2 separate regions of the Mus musculus genome follow, and region 2 is linked to region 1. Evidence: chromatin contacts called from public promoter capture Hi-C data. All regions are on one chromosome and are shown on one strand. The core of a region is the stretch at or near the end of the contact, and the rest is flanking DNA. Distances in the headings are between cores, read along the strand shown. Region 1 overlaps Foxn3 (forkhead box N3). Region 2 overlaps Foxn3 (forkhead box N3).

Evidence for each region. Capture Hi-C pulls out chosen DNA fragments and counts their contacts.
Region 2: a contact with region 1 is called in a promoter capture Hi-C map of adipose tissue. The contact joins two enhancer-like sites. A contact is called at or near these places in 6 of 484 Hi-C or Micro-C datasets (cerebellum, embryonic stem cells, ganglionic eminence and 3 more), 12 of 115 datasets of contacts at active chromatin or transcription factors (bone marrow-derived macrophages, embryonic forebrain, embryonic hindbrain and 6 more) and 3 of 9 other capture datasets (adipose tissue, liver and pancreatic islet).

What each region holds. Positions count from the first base shown.
Region 1 is chr12:99,405,904-99,408,603 of GRCm38.p6, forward strand. All of the region lies in intron 1 of Foxn3 (forkhead box N3), which reads right to left. Among named protein-coding and RNA genes, the nearest start is that of Gm51999, 15 kb to the left of the region's middle. Within about 2 kb of position 1,253, at least 152 of the 459 cell types and tissues checked have an H3K27ac peak or open chromatin away from gene starts, as enhancers often do. A contact at or near this core is called in adipose tissue, bone marrow-derived macrophages, embryonic forebrain and 2 more, where this site is marked.
Region 2 is chr12:99,283,239-99,285,938 of GRCm38.p6, forward strand. The region is part of intron 4 of Foxn3 (forkhead box N3); the gene reads right to left. Among named protein-coding and RNA genes, the nearest start is that of Gm46371, 46 kb to the right of the region's middle. Within about 2 kb of position 1,388, at least 66 of the 459 cell types and tissues checked have an H3K27ac peak or open chromatin away from gene starts, as enhancers often do. A contact at or near this core is called in adipose tissue, bone marrow-derived macrophages, embryonic forebrain and 2 more, where this site is marked.

The sequences.
Region 1 (2,700 bases), core at 3-2,502:
ATTCTCTCTGATGAGCACAGCGTTTCAGTGGCCATCACCTGATGTTGACTTCTGGCCTACACACACACACACACACAGAGAGAGAGAGAGAGAGAGAGAGAGAGAGAGAGAGAGAGAGAAGGAGAGGGAGAGGGAGAGGGAGAGGGAGAGGGAGAGGGAGAGGGAGAGGGAGAGGGAGAGGGAGAGGGAGAGGGAGAGGGAGAGGGAGAGGGAGAGGGAGAGGGAGAGGGAGAGGGAGAGGGAGAGGGAGAGGGAGAGGGAGAGCAAGCGCCCATCCATTTCACTGGCAGATACCACCAAAACGTTTGTTTTGTTTTGTTTTGTTTTAAACTTCCTCCAAAATGTCTCTTTGAGCCTTCAAGTATATAAGACTGAAAAGTGAGTGTTCCTGGCCCAGCCACAGGGCAAGAAAAGCAAGGTCTCAATGAAACACAAAAGCCAGCACAGACCTGAAGGGGAACAGGCGGCCCCCACAACAAGGCAGCCAACTGCCAAGCTGTCATTTTGCTCGGCGGCTGAACAGAAGGCCCGAGTAATGACAACCACAAAACTCATTTAAAGTCTGAAAAGGTGACTAATGAGCTCATTCATGCTGGCTATAAATTATTCACTCCAACACTGATCCCACACTAGACAAACAGTAAAGTAAACTTTAAACACAGACCCGGCCGGCCTTCCGACTCGAGGCAAGTTATGTCTGTAAGACTTCTCACAATGACAGAGATACTTGTCCCCGTTGCCTATTGTCACATTAGTCTTCTGTTTACTTTTTTTTTTAACTGCCTTTAATCAAGTTAAGCAGACACAGCTGTTACACATTTATTTCTCTGCTGTTTTTTTTTTCATTAGTTATTACGAGCAATCATGAAAGCCCTAAAAATAACAGCAAATTATATTCTCTCGAAATTGAAGGCTGACCTTAAAAATGAAGCCCAGGTCTTCAGAAAGAATATTCATACCCACACATGCTGGCTAAGTGACAGCCCCACACACGGGCAAAACATGAGTGCCTGCCCAACTCTCCAACTCTCTGAGAGCTCTGCAATTTGCTTCTACATTTCCTTTGGTTCTGGGGGGAACCGGTTGCCTCAAAACCAGCGGATACAACAGACCCTGTTTCTGGCGGTCACGTTTGGGTTAAGATTTTCACGAAGACATTATCATCTTAAGCAAATAGAAGAAATGTCTGCCGGCTTTTTCCAGCACTGATAAATAGCAGGTTCCTTGAAAACGCACCCTGGTGCTGCAGATTGCTTTCAGTTTCCTGTTTAACATTAAATAAAGAATTGTCACTCTTCTGTTTTTGCAAACCGAACTGCTTGCTGCTAGTGTGGCTGCTAAAAGCGTGGCGATCACAGCTTACGTGGTCCCCTCTTTCTTTTTTGCTCACCGGCTATCATTTTTTAAGACACTGTAAAGGTTTCAAATCTGTTTGACGGATTTAGTTTTAAGTCCCCAAACAAGTACTTAACATTACAACATGGTTAGATCGCTGAACATTATGTATTTTTAAACTGCTTCGGATCCTTGGAAAATAAGTCACAGAAAAGACTCATATCCAAATAACAGCAGATGGGGGCCCTAACTAATCAAAAGTGAAAGTGGAAAGTTAGACACTGCAGAGTGCTGGCTCGCTGCAGGGATGCTGGGGCTCACTGCAGGGATGGCTGGGATGAAGCAGCAGTCGGGAGACTCCACTTTACTCTGCCCCCCCCCATACCCCCTCTTCTAAGGAAAATCTTCCACATTTTCAGTTTCTTGCATGATCTAAATGAAAGCTTTGTCCACCGCTTCTGTTGCCTAAGACACAAAACATATTTTTTTAGTGTAGAAAAAATACATTTAAAAAAAAAATGTAGAATGGGGGAGTCCTGCAATATTGATAGCAAAGGTCACTGCGTCCTACCCACAGCCCTCTGGGGGCTTTCCTGTGTCCCTCAGGCTTTCAGTCACATTCACATCTCCAGATCAAACAAACTTAAAGGCCTCTCCACCAGAGTCCTGGAAGTTGCTTTTGGATTTCTCTTCTTTTGTTTTTGGTCAATTTTACTTCTTGGAAAAGTTTTGTTGTTGTTGTTGTTTTACTTTAGTTTAGGTTTTTTTGAGGTGGGATATCACTATGTCTCACTACGTAGACCAGGCTGGCCTTGAAACTCACAGAGCTCCAGCTGCCTCTGCTTCTCCAGCATTGGGACTGAATGCGTGCACCGACCTGCTCAGCTTGCGGAACACTTATAAATTCGTACTGAAACTGGCCAGAAGCTTTGTCCCCACGTGTGCACTAAACTATGATTTCTGTTGCTTTAACATTTTGCATTCTCATAGATAAGTGGTTTTGTCTCATGACATTTATCAATTCAGGCGTCTGCGTGTGGCTGTGGATGAGGACACGGTGGAGGTGAGAGGACAGCGTGCACACGTCGGTTGTTTCTCTTCTTCCACCACATGGGCCCCGGGAACCAAACTCAGCTCGCAGCAACCGGGAGCAAGCATCTTTAGGGCAGATGAGCCGTCTTGTTGGCCCACGGTGTAAGGTTTTGAAAAATCTAACATCACAATGCAAACATCCAGATCAAGCAAATAAATATAAAACTCTGGAACAGTCCTGCTGTAGGATCAGGTGCTCCACAGTTCTATGCGGAAGGGTGTGGACAAAACACTGCTTTCCGTCCCTCCTGGCAGCGTGTCTGACAGGCACAG
Region 2 (2,700 bases), core at 138-2,637, 120 kb before region 1:
GGCATCTCTATAGTCAACTGGGGGAGAATGTTTGTTGTTGTTGCTTGAGGGTGAAGGTATACGAAGCTGCAGGAGTCTGCACAGATGTTACCGTGAACATAACGAATGCTGTGCCTTTTAATTCTCACCAAGTTCATCAAGTTGGGACTCTTGCTTTTTGGACTGGGCAGGAAGCAGAGGCCTGCACCAGTCAGATGAGCTGCTTGAGGGCACATGGTTGGGGCGGCAGGGGCATGTCATCCCAGGGTTCCATTACCCACATCTGGAGAGCCTGCAACTTTCTTCTACAGGCTGCAAGGACCACTGAGAGTAACGATCTCTTTAAGGCCATTCCACTTAAGAACCTGGGCTACACACATGTGCACACAAATGTAGGCACACATCCCATTGTGTGCGTGATGGCACAGATATGAAAACCCTAAGGCCTGCCGCTTGGCAAGGGCTTAGGAAGGAAACCCACAGGGAGCAGAAAGAATGGATATAAACTTGGCTTCGGAAGCTTAGAGGGGGTAATTTTAAGTCCACTTCTGAAACCATCATTTGAACAGCTTGCTCAGAACACATCCTAAAAGCTTCATTATCCTTAAGTCTTTTGGTAATTTTACAAAAATATTTCTAGACCTCCACCCCAGCAGTTCCACAGAGCTTCAAGGGGAATGGCTTTTCCTTTCCAATTGTACTTAAAGCCAGGGCTCTTTGATAAGACACATGTTACTTATGGCAACAGGATCCAAAGCTGTTTCATCTCTACACTTCATAGTCTTGTTACGGGTATAATTTAATAGATTTCAGAAACATTCCTAAACGCTATGCAATCTAAAAGAAAACATTCCTATTGATGTATTTAGTCTAAAGTTACATCCATAAAAATGAACATCAAGTAAGATCAGTGCTCAGCAGTAGGGTTATTCTTTGTACTAACCTTCCAGTGGCTAATTCTAGGACTTTCTATTCTCCATCCAATCTTTAGCAATCATAAAGTGTATGTTGGGGGACTGGCTCCATAGGTAAAGCAATTCTCTGTGTAAGTGTGAGGACCTGAATTCAAACCCCAGGAGCTCAGTGCAGGCCCCTTACTGGAGCAGAAAAGCAGAGGCAGGAGGATGCCTGGCAGCTCCCAGGTCAGCTAGCCTGAAGTACTTAGGTGAAAAGACCCTGTCTCAAAAAAGGCAGACACATGTACGAAGACTGGAGGATGTCCTCTGCCCTCAACACTTGGACCACAGCACGGGCATACCTACAAGTATGTGCGGTGTGTGTACACACATAGACACACAAAGACACACACAGACAAAAGACAGACAGACACACAGACATACACACACAGAGGGGAAGTGGGGGAAACAGATGCCTTGCCTCTTGAGGAAGTCTCTGGTAAATGTTTTCAATTTCCTGTCCTCAGCCTTGCTGGCCATAACGTCTTACTCAGCAGTCTGCTCACAGGGCTGCTTTCTCAGAGGGCAATATGAGACTTCCATGAAGACAGTTATTAGAGACAGGGGTCTGGAGATTAGCTAAAGTTAGGGTCAAGCAGGGAAATGCAGACTATGGAACTGAAGGGGCCTTCGACTGTACAGCAGGCTACTGGCATGGGAAGTTTAGACAGCTGGGCTCACAGGTGTGGGGGGTGCGGCTCAGCTCTTGCCTGGCACACTCAAAGCCTTCAGTCTCCATCATATACCAACTGAACATGCTAACACAAGCCTGCAATCCCAGTACTTGAAAGGTAAATGGACATTGCAAGTCTTAGGTATACTACATACCTAAGACCCTTCATTCCAAAATAAATAAATAACCGGACCAGCAAAGATCAAAATGAACTAGCGGCCTCTTTGAAAGTCGTACTTCCTTGTTATTTTTTAATGAGCATAAAAGCATGTTCCAAAGCACACAGAGAAAGATTAGAGGAGCCCAGGAGCACCCCTCCAACTTCACCTCTGTAAACAGACCGGCACGCTGACAATTACTGAAGCTCCAGAAAAAGCTTTCCTCACTGCAGGACAAAAAGACAAACAATGCGGAGGAAGACTCAGAGTCTACCCCGGGCCAAGGAGAACAGAAGGCAGTGGGCATCTGAGGGCAAATGTGGAGAGGGGCTGCCCCCTCCCTGTAAGTGCTAAGGTTTTTTAGTGGGCACGCCTGGGGGCAGTAAGCAGATTTATGCAAGAGGTGAACGCCCTCCTTTGCACAGTGGACAAAAGAGTCAGCTTGCGGAAGGGATGAAAGATGCCAGAAAGCCCAGGGCGAGCTGCCACTTGTGAAAGGGACAGGCGGGCGGGGGAGGGTCTCAGAAAACCCAACAAAACCAGAGATGCGGGCCCTTGGAGTCAAGAACTCAGTGCCAAAGAGTGGTCCCTGAATCCTGCTAGGATCAGCAAAGAGATGCTGGCTGGGCTGACGTTCAGAGTGGAAACTGACAAGAATGCTCCTGGGAAGATTTTGTGGTGTTTCTCCATGAGTGTGTGGAAGAGCGAACCCTTTGGAGATAGACGAGATGAACAGGTGAATGCTGGTCCTGAGGAGTAGATTCACAGGAAAGGGCGTTGCCAAAAAATGAACACAGTGAGCCCCTCAGGGACGGTAGTGGTGGCGTGACAGTTAAGCACTGATTGCTCTTGCGGGTCACCTGGGTTTGGTTCCTGGCACCCAAATGGCTGCTCACAACCATTTGTAACTCCAGTTCCAGGGCACACCCTCTCC